3 separate regions of the Oryctolagus cuniculus genome follow, and all the other regions are linked to region 2. Evidence: chromatin contacts called from public Hi-C data. All regions are on one chromosome and are shown on one strand. The core of a region is the stretch at or near the end of the contact, and the rest is flanking DNA. Distances in the headings are between cores, read along the strand shown. Region 1 has its middle 7.2 kb from the start of CCN6. Region 2 overlaps FYN (FYN proto-oncogene, Src family tyrosine kinase). Region 3 has its middle 55 kb from the start of CCN6.

Evidence for each region. Hi-C and Micro-C count contacts between places; a contact is called where the count stands out from the background.
Region 1: a Hi-C map of psoas muscle shows a contact between it and region 2, with 3 times the contacts expected there. The contact joins two enhancer-like sites. A contact is called at or near these places in 5 of 6 Hi-C or Micro-C datasets (ear pinna, embryonic fibroblasts, psoas muscle and 2 more).
Region 3: a contact with region 2 is called in a Hi-C map of an unstated tissue, with 10 times the contacts expected there. The contact joins two enhancer-like sites. A contact is called at or near these places in 4 of 6 Hi-C or Micro-C datasets (ear pinna, psoas muscle, skin fibroblasts and 1 more).

Annotation. Positions count from the first base shown.
Region 1 is chr5:59,540,770-59,543,781 of mOryCun1.1, forward strand. No RefSeq gene overlaps it. Among named protein-coding and RNA genes, the nearest start is that of CCN6, 7.2 kb to the left of the region's middle. Within about 2 kb of position 1,527, at least 3 of the 8 cell types and tissues checked have an H3K27ac peak or open chromatin away from gene starts, as enhancers often do.
Region 2 is chr5:59,882,240-59,885,495 of mOryCun1.1, forward strand. The region is part of intron 5 of FYN (FYN proto-oncogene, Src family tyrosine kinase); the gene reads left to right. Among named protein-coding and RNA genes, the nearest start is that of TRAF3IP2, 100 kb to the right of the region's middle. Within about 2 kb of position 1,307, at least 2 of the 8 cell types and tissues checked have an H3K27ac peak or open chromatin away from gene starts, as enhancers often do.
Region 3 is chr5:59,588,611-59,591,798 of mOryCun1.1, forward strand. No RefSeq gene overlaps it. Among named protein-coding and RNA genes, the nearest start is that of CCN6, 55 kb to the left of the region's middle. Within about 2 kb of position 1,866, at least 2 of the 8 cell types and tissues checked have an H3K27ac peak or open chromatin away from gene starts, as enhancers often do.

The sequences.
Region 1 (3,012 bases), core at 277-2,776, 340 kb before region 2:
AAGCAGCCAAGGAGAGCAAAGAGAGTCCACGTGTTTCCGAGTGCAGGTGCAGCGAACCTTCCAGGGCAAGAGGGGCAAGCACAAGGCGGGCGGCCGCACTCAGCCGACCTGCTTGCACGTGTGAACCAGTGTGACTCACTGAGTCCCAGCCCAGGTAGACCAGGAGGCCCCCTGGCAGAGGGCAACCACTGCACTTGTCCTGTACTTGAGTCACCTTCTTTATCTGAAAGTCAGAGCTTCAGAGAGAGGGAGACAGAGCTTCCATCTGCTGGTTCACTCCCCAAATGGCCGCAACACCTGGGCTGGGCCAGGCTGAAGCCAGGAGCCAGGAGCCTCTTCCAGGTCTCCCACGTGGGTGCAGGGGCCCAAGGACTTGGGCCATCTGCTGCTGCTTTCTCAAGTGCATTAGCAGGGAGCTGGCTCGAAGTGGAGCAGCCGGGACTTGAACCGGCACCCATATGGGATGCCAGTGTCGCAGGCAGTGGCTTTACCTGCTATGCCACAGCTCCAGCCCACGTGGTTGTCCTTGCCACTCTCTTCCTCAAAACTTCTCTCCACCCCTCCTCCCTCGGGCATATGGCAAAAGTCCAGCCCCCCACGCAGCACAGCAGAAGGCCTGGAGGGTGCAGCCTGCGCACGCGCGCACCGCGAGCTCCAGCAGCACAGCGGCCAGCCTCTCTCGCCTCTGGGTCAGCCCTCTCACCAAGACAGCCCTGTCCGCTCCTGGGAGGGCCTCGTCAGCACCCAGAGCAAAGTCCCTCAAGCAGTTGGGGCCCTAATCCTGACCCCGGTAAAACCTGTATTTTGCAATCTTGCGTTTAAATGTAGGGATGCGGGATTTAGCTGACAAAAATGACCACCGTCACCCCAGAATGCCTGAATACGTGGCCCGGACCACACTGATACTAAAAAACGGCTCCTTGGTAACCTGCGATTCTAGTTTAACTGGGCACGTGCGTCTTCGGATTTCTCTTCCTAGACTGGGTCACGTGAGGGTTGGACTGACACCCATCTTCCTAGCCCTGGCACCCACAAAAATGACTGACACGGAGCAGACGCATGCTGAGCCGCTGATTCACTCTAGGAGATGGAAACTGCGAGTTTCAAGCCTGCAAACGATTACTCTGGCAGGCAAGAATAAACGCGCCATTCGCTTTTCTCTGAGCCTCCTCTGGAAGGGGTCGCCATCCTTGCCCGCATCGGCGGCGCTCCGGCCTGCACTGACGCCCGGCGGACGCTGGGTGGCGCGACGCGCCCACGTCCCAGCCTCGCGGGTCCCGGCGCCGCGCGCCCTGCCGGAAGCGAGCGGGCGCTTCCTGTGCCGCAGCGCCCTGCATTGTTGATGGCGACGCTGCGGCAGAGCTGGGAGGCGCCGGGCGCCATGGTGCCGGGGCCGCTGCGGCACCGGGCCTGGCGCCCGCCTCCCGATGCCGGTTCCGCCACCCACGGCCCTCGATGGGTCAGAGGAAAGCTCTGTGGCACACCGTGGGGCCTTCGCTCACGGCTAGACCCGAGCTTTCCGTCGTCTGTGTCGCTTTTCTGTCACAGTCACTGGGAATATGGCAGCCGCGCTGCGGGAAAGCGAGCGCCTTTCCATCGGCACTTGTTTTTAAAATACTCCGGAGCGTAACGGAAAGGCAGCCCGGTGGTGGGGGTGGGCGGGCTGGGTTTCACGGCCTCCCTCGGGTTTCTCACTTAACGTTTTCACAAAGAGGCGCGTACCCCGCACGTGGGCTTTATGTTTTCAGCCCGAAATGTGCACGTTCAAAGTGAAAAATAAGCTGATGTGAAACGAAACCATGGGTGGGGCCTCCACGTGCCCCACGCCGCGGCGCCGCTCCCCGGCGACCAGCAGAGGGCGCGCGTCCTCCCCGTCCGCGGGTATCTCGCCCACCGAGGACCCACGTGCCAGCCTCGGATGGCAAAAGAGAACAGAAGTGGGTGTGCACCCCGGCCCTTTGATTCGCCGAGGCTTTGTCTTTGCAAATGGAGTTACTGGACCGAGTGCTGCCTTGTTTCCTGTCTTGGCAAACCGTGCACGCAGTGAGTCCTCTTGGGCTGACCCGGTTCGGATCACCTTAGTGAAACGAGCGTCCTCGGCTCCACCTGCAGCCATCAAATCGAACTCAGCTGCGCGTCTCCAAGATTTTCCTTTGTGAAGTTCCTCCAAAGCACGATGTTTGTTTTCCTTGGAATCACAACCCTTTTTCTTTGTGTGCTTGTCTGTCACAGCTTTTAGTGCTTCTTGCTCAAAATGTGTGGTTACTGGAAGGTAATCAAATGGAATGAGCAGGTTAGGAAAGAAGTAATATCAGCTTAATGCTATGAAGAGTGGCCAGCGGCCCTGCCATGGACTCAGCGGGCTCTGGGTGTCTGTTACTACCTGGTTCACAAAGGGAATGGAGAGTGAGTCTTTCAGTTCCATCAGTTACGTGGAAGTCAATCAAAAGAGATTCTACCCAAATTCAGAAAATTATCATTGCTTTAAATATATATTTATATATACCACTTTGCCAAACCCACATGCAATATCATTGAATCAATAGCTAAATCAAATGCAATGCTTAGGAAAGACTTCACGGAACAAAAACAGCTCAGCCTAATTCCCAGTGAGATTGTCCATTGATGAGGCTCCTGCAAAAAAATACTTCCTGAAATGAGGCTCACAACAGAATTGCAGAGTGGGAAAGCAGCTCTCTGGCCACCTGTCCTGTACCGTTCACAGGGACACGACCCTCTCCTGCCCCTCAGCTTTGCTGGCCTGACTTAGTATCTCCAGCTGTGGCAAGCCAGAACTTCAGCCCTTATGCTCAGGGCCTTAGGAAATACCGTGCATTTTTAGAATCTGTAAATGAAGTGAGTCCAAGTCCCCCTTCCATTGAGCTGTTGGGCAGTGGGGTTGTCAGTATCCAGTACCTCCTTTGTCCTGGTTTGAGTCAGGGTTCCAGGCTCCTGCAGCCCCTGGGCCACATTATCCTAGCCCACAGGGCTTTTTCCCATCTAAAGACCCTG
Region 2 (3,256 bases), core at 57-2,556:
TTTTAGCGAAATGCATGTGGAGAGCGCACGTAGCAAAAGCCATGTGTCGTGGTACTCGTGCACTTAGCGTATGTACTTACTGCCACTCTGATGTCCACTTAGAGGGGGTTGAGAGGAGCAATGCCATGATACATAGATCTGATCACAGTTTGGTTTTTAAGTATCCCATTTTGCTGGATTTTTATAAACTAAGCTCGCCTGAACAGCCAGCACCCAGGCCAAAAGGAACACTACCTGGCACCCAGGAGCTCTCTGTGTAAAAACAGCGAGCAGCCGCCACTTGTGAAGGTTCCCGCTGCTGCAGCCGCACGCTGAGCTACAAGTGTTCTCATTTATTCTTCACAACAGCTGTCGAGGGGATGTCACCATGCAACATCGGAGGAGCAGAGGGGCCCAGGTCAGGGACCTGCCCAACTCCCCAGAGTGCTCCCAGCTAGCCGGCGGCAGGGCCCAGGGTGGGCTGGGGACTGGGCATCCTGAGGACAGGGTCAGGTGCAGTCTGGGGCAGCCCAGGTCCCCGTGAGAGGGGGAGGAAGCACGGCAGTCTAGGGGAGGTTCGGGAGGAGGAGGCGGAGGGAGCCTGGCTTTGTTCTCCTGACTTCCCGCTCCTTGTTGTTAGTTTGAGTCTCAGATGAATTCCGTCTTGTCGGAATCTGTTAACTCACGAGTCTGAAATACGCCACTCCTCCCCTCCCCGTTTACACAGTATTCCCTAAATGCCAAGGTTGCTTTAGCGATGTGAACCCTCCTGCTGAATTCTGAGAGGTAGGAGTAGCAGGGAGGCCTCGCACACACGGCTCGCACGGCTCCCCCGGCTTCTCCACGCTGAACATGGACCTGCCTGGGAAGTCAGCCCCCGTCAAAGTCAAGTACATGACTTCCGCCCTTCGCGGGCCTGGCAAGGCTCTACAGTGTCATCAGATTGAACTTTTGCAGAAACATTTTCCCCTGCATCGCAGCCTCTGTCTTGTGATCTGCAGGCAGGGCTTTTGGTGCCCGCAGAAGCCTTTGAGTACCCGACACTGTCCTCCCAGAAGAGGACCCCACGGAGGTCTTTTTGCCTTCATGTTTTTCCTTTTGCCCGTGGAGTTCCTCACCCTGTGCGCCACCTACATGCCCTTGTTCAAGGTGATGGGAAAGAAAAACGAGGCTTGTGAAGGGAACCCAGCATCCTGAAGTCAAGGGGAATAACAGAGAAGGGAAAACGGTGATGGGGAAACAAAGCCGGCACACAGCAGCAGATGGCGGGGCTCCCCTCCCCCGCTCTCCCCCGCCTAGCCGCCCCACCTCCTAGTCTGTGTCCTCCCACGCCCTCCCCCGTCTAGAGGCAGAAACTGCAGGCCGCAGGGCCTGGCTTTTGTGTTTCACAGTGCAGCTGTGCCCACAGGCGGAGGCTGCAGGTGCAGCTGCCGTGAGGGCTCAGGGTCCCGTGTTAGGACGCGATTTCACTGGAGCCCGTTTTGCTAGTCTGTGAGAGCCTCCGTCCGATTCCCTGCTTTCACCACCGGGAAGCAGTGGCCCTGTAGAACACAATAGAGGTTTTTAAACAGAGAGCCGAGCTGTGACCCCTTCCGGGTTCTTTTCTGTTGTGATAAAGAAGTAGTCCTGGCTTAGCACCCCACGCAAACACTTGGTGAACATTGTACAGCTGTGCTCCATGGAAGTGAGATGAGACCAAGTTTAGAAAGAATCCAACATTCATGATGGAAAGGCTCCCCAGCCAAGCAGATTGAGGCTTACCCAGGTTGGCACATGCCCCTTCCTGGCTCCATCAGGGCCCTTGGGGCCCGTAAGCCTTGGGTTGGGGACTGGCTCTTGTGATCCATCTTCAAATCAAAGGCACAGGGAGAGCTGCTATATATTTCAAAACATAAGAGCCATCCTAGGGGCCGGCACTGTGGCTCACTTGGCTAATCCTCCGCCTGCGGCACCGGCATCCCATGTGGGCACCAGTTCTAGTCCCGGCAGCTCCTCTTCCAGTCGAGCTCTCTGCTGTGGCCCAGGAAGGCAGTGGAGGATGGCCCAAGGACTTGGGCCCTGCACCCATGTGGGAGAGCAGGAAGAAGCACCTGGCTCCTGGCTTCGGATTAGCATAGCTCCGACTGTAGCGGCCATTTGGGGGGTGAATCAATGGAAGGAAGACCTTTCTCTCTCTCTCCGTCACTAACTCTATCTGTCAAATAATAATAATAATAATAATAATAATAAAAAGAGCCATTCTAAACCAGCAACTTTAGATCAGATGTTTGAGTCACATTGAGATAACAAAGAATGTCTTGCAGGGCGGGGAGGGGAGGGAGCGAGAGTGTGGACGCCAAAACATGGACAGAGGGGAGGAGTCGGTTCTAGTTCTTTAGCACCGCAGAGCAACACACCAGCCCCTAACATCCCCAGTGAAGAGCTAGAAGACAGGCACTCCAAGGCTCCGAACATGAAGACATGATGAGATGGAAGTGCTAATTACCCCGATTGCTCGGCACAGACTGTATACACGTGTTACAGTGGCCCACTGTGCTCCATAAATATGTTCAATGAGTACGCCTCAGTTAAAAGAAAAATTAAGAAATCTTACCAAACGGCCGGCACCGCGGCTCAATAGGCTAATCCTCCGCCTTGCGGCGCCGGCACCCTAGGTTCTAGTCCCGGTCGGGGCGCCGGATTCTGTCCCGGTTGCCCCTCTTCCAGGCCAGTTCTCTGCTGTGGCCTGGGAGTGCAGTGGAGGATGGCCCAAGTGCCTGGGCCCTGCACCCCATGGGAGACCAGGAGAAGCACCTGGCTCCTGGCTTCGGATCAGCATGGTGCGCCAGCCACAGCGCGCCAGCCGCAGTGGCCATTGGAGGGTGAACCAACGGTAAAGGAAGACCTTTCTCTCTGTCTCTCTCTCTCACTGTCCACTCTGCCTGTCCAAAAAAAAAAAGAAAAGAAAAGAAAAAGAAATCTTACCACGTGAGAATTGATGGAAAGACTGGAATGGGGAGATCAGTTTGAGGAGGCACGGGTTTAATAATGCTTACAATTACTCCCAACAGCTCCAGAACCGAGGCAGCATAGCAGAGCTGCTGTCTCGCCCGGGCAGCCTGAGTGCCCTGTGGAGGGTGGTGTTCATCCACAGGTGACTCAGAACTTCTGGTCTGGGGCTCCATGGATTCCACAGACACTTGTCCCCCAGTGCCAGCCTCACTGCATAGTGTACTGTGTAGTCCACTTGGTGTTGGTCACCTTAGAAGGTGACCTAGGGTTCCCAGAAAAAAAGGAG
Region 3 (3,188 bases), core at 616-3,115, 290 kb before region 2:
GAATGTGTCCAACCAATGTTGGCCATTTATTGAATGGACTACCAAAAGCACACAAAGCTGGACACTACAGTGGTAAGATCATATTTTAACCATTAATAGCTATTGCCCTAGGGGAAAGAATCCAGCATGAATTGGAATCAAACTCGATTTCTACAGGTGACTGGGAATTTTAAATGCAGAATGAGGGAGTAGAAGGGGGAAATGAGCAGAAGCTCAGGAGGGTCAGGAAATTGAAAAAAAAAAAAAAACCTTTTAAGATTTATGTCATGTGTGTGAAAGGAATAGTTATAAAGAGAGGGAGAGACCAAGAGAGAAAGAGAATGAGAGAGAGAGAGAGATCTTCCATTTCCTGATTCACTCCCCAAATGCCCACTACAGCTAGGGCCAGGCCAGGCTGAAGCCATGATCCTGGAACTCCACTTGGGTGTCCCACATGGATGGCAGGGAGCTAGATACATGGGCCATCTTCCACTGCTTTCCCAGGTGCAGTGGCAGGAAGCTCATTCAGAAGTAGAGCAGCTGGGCCTCAAATCAGCACTCATATGGCATGTTAGTAAAACTAGCACCCTACAATGCCAGCCCTAGGCAAGTGACAAATGACAAAAAGCAGGAAAGAGCTGATCTACATGAAGCCTACCTAACCACAGAGACCCACAGGGGTCCTGTCTTCAGGTGTTGACAGCAACAAACAGAAAATTATTTTGGTAGTAGCCTAGAACATTCTCGACAAGGAATTTCAGCAGGGGCTAAGGGTCATCTGAGAGATGCAACACAGACCAGTTCTAAAGGTGACATAGATGCCAGAGTTGACATAAAAGCCAGTGGCACTGTCATTTCAAGGCAAGTCATGAGCATTTATTTATTGTTGGCTGCATTCCCACATCTGTCCACCACCTTGTCCTAAGTATCCTTGCCCTTTCCCCATCCCTGAGCTGTTGGAAACCGTGTTATTTGTTCAAGTCTTCATAGGTCAAGGTTGAAGCCTATACAAGAGGGTTCAGAGGGGCCTGGAGAGAGTTTGGCCCAGGAGAGAATCTTTGTTAGGACCACGATTATTGCCAAGAGAAACCAGGACAAATCTAATAGAAACTGGACAAAAGGCATTCACATGTAATATGTTTGTTTCTGAAAGCAGCTTTTCAAAATTCTTTGAGACTGTCTCTGTACTTTTGTTCACTGATGGAGCAAGAGGGGCAGGCCCTGACTGTGAAGGCCTTGATCTAATAGTGTAGGGAGGAGGCAGCACAGAGGAAATCGGGAAAGCCCCAAGCACAACTGTGTGCCCACAGCCTGAAAGACAGCAGCAAAACACGCAGCACTCCTAAGGGCGGCAGCGAGCCGAACCCTTTAACACAGCCAATATGCACCGTGACTCCATTGCCCTAACGTGGTTGAAGTTACAGGAAAATGTATTCCCTCATTCCCCAATCCCCGAGTCCCTATTCCCATCACAAAACAGCAAAGTCAAGGGCCAGGAACTGTGAGTTTAGCCTTTCTCCTAAGAATCTCCTTCTGGCTCGTGATGGAGCAGAGGGGTTACCCTTTCGCCCCACTCTTCTCTGGAAACGAACACCAGCAGCCTGAGCTCACTTGGCCTGCACGTCACCCCTGAGGCTCGGAGTCTGGCTCCAGCAGAGTGGGAGGGACTGAAGGCAGAAAGCAAACAGAGATGGTCCGGAACTTTCTGGAGCTGATGACTGCTCTGAGAACCAGGGTCCCGGGGAGGAAGTCTTCGGAGGCAGGCAGCCCCTGCAGAAGTGAGGAGCTGACCCCTCTCAGGAGCCGCAGGAATCCCTGGCCTTCTCCAAGCCCCCCAGGGTGGGCTGTGCCCCTCTCGCATCCTCACATCCTCACATAGCCACGGGCACACACACCCTGCAGTAAGAGTAGTTGATCTATCTGGGGGAACTTCCCGGTTTAACACCCCAAAGCAAGCAAGAAGTCTTTTCTAAAACCAATCTCAGGGGCTGGTTTGCATGAAGTCAGCTGGAGGGAAAAAAAAGAAAGGGAACGTTTTGAATAATATCTGCAGCATTGACGGGAGGCCGTGGCGCACAGGACAGGAAATCTTGGGCCATCCACGCTGAGCTTCTCTTCCAGCGAAAACAAAGAGGAATGGCTCTCTCCCCTTTGTTCTTGGGAAATGAACAGAATTCCCACCTCTGCAGTTTTCCTTCTGTGCTCTTCACCAACTGCAAATCCTGATTCATACACTAGAGGTCGCTGTTCATTACAAGCAAACCTCACCTCTGCAGAAGCGCGAGGGAGAACTGACCGCCGCCCTTCTTCACTGCAGGCTTGGGTGGAAGGAAATCACACCCAGGCCAGGTACAGTGCGGGCCGCGTGCAAGGACGGGGCTTTGCATTACACGGGGGCATACAAGGAGGAGAAAGCAAATCATCCATCGATGGTCCTTCCAATTGCTTAGAACGTTGTTTAAATGCTGCATAATTTATGACCTTTGTACCTCATTCCTGTGCCTACCCCTCTGCGACTGTATCCCTTCTTCTCAAGTGACCCACGAAGCAATTTCAGGAACGCACAACAAGAGGGACTGGAATAAAAGCCAAGGCTTGAACACGGACACGCCCACGCCTGCAGCTGGGCCACTGCCACTTTCGCCGCTGGTCCTACGCCCAGAATATAAAACAGCTCAGAAATAAAATAAGACAACAGAGCTGATAAGGCCGTGAGCAATCGCGGCCTCTCTGCACGTTGAGCTTTCTAAGGATGCTGCTACCGAGCGAGATCTCTAATGGAAGGCCTTCGTTAATGAACCCGAGCTCTGCCTGCTGGGTCCTGTTCTTCCGCTGTGCCATATTTAGTCCTGACTCAGGAAATTGCTTTCAACACAAACCAATCCCAAAGGCCATATAAAAGCCTGGGCTGACATTAAAGCCAGTGGCCACTGCACTCCGAGGCAAGCGCTCTGCAGTATTTCTTTACTGTTTGCTGCAATGGCATGTCTGTCCTGTACTGGCCATCTGAAGTAGACCCTCCCCGATGATGCTGTGTCTTCAGATATGCAGAAGCTGGTACAGAAAGAAGGTCTTATTCAGTGTTGAGATCATGGCTCTGATTCCAAGTCGCAGGGAAATTCTTCAAAGACAGAGCCCAAAGCACTGGTGTCAACTGCAAAAGGGATTCTTGATGAAGACTGGGGCTTAAACAGCTCTCCGTGAGGGCA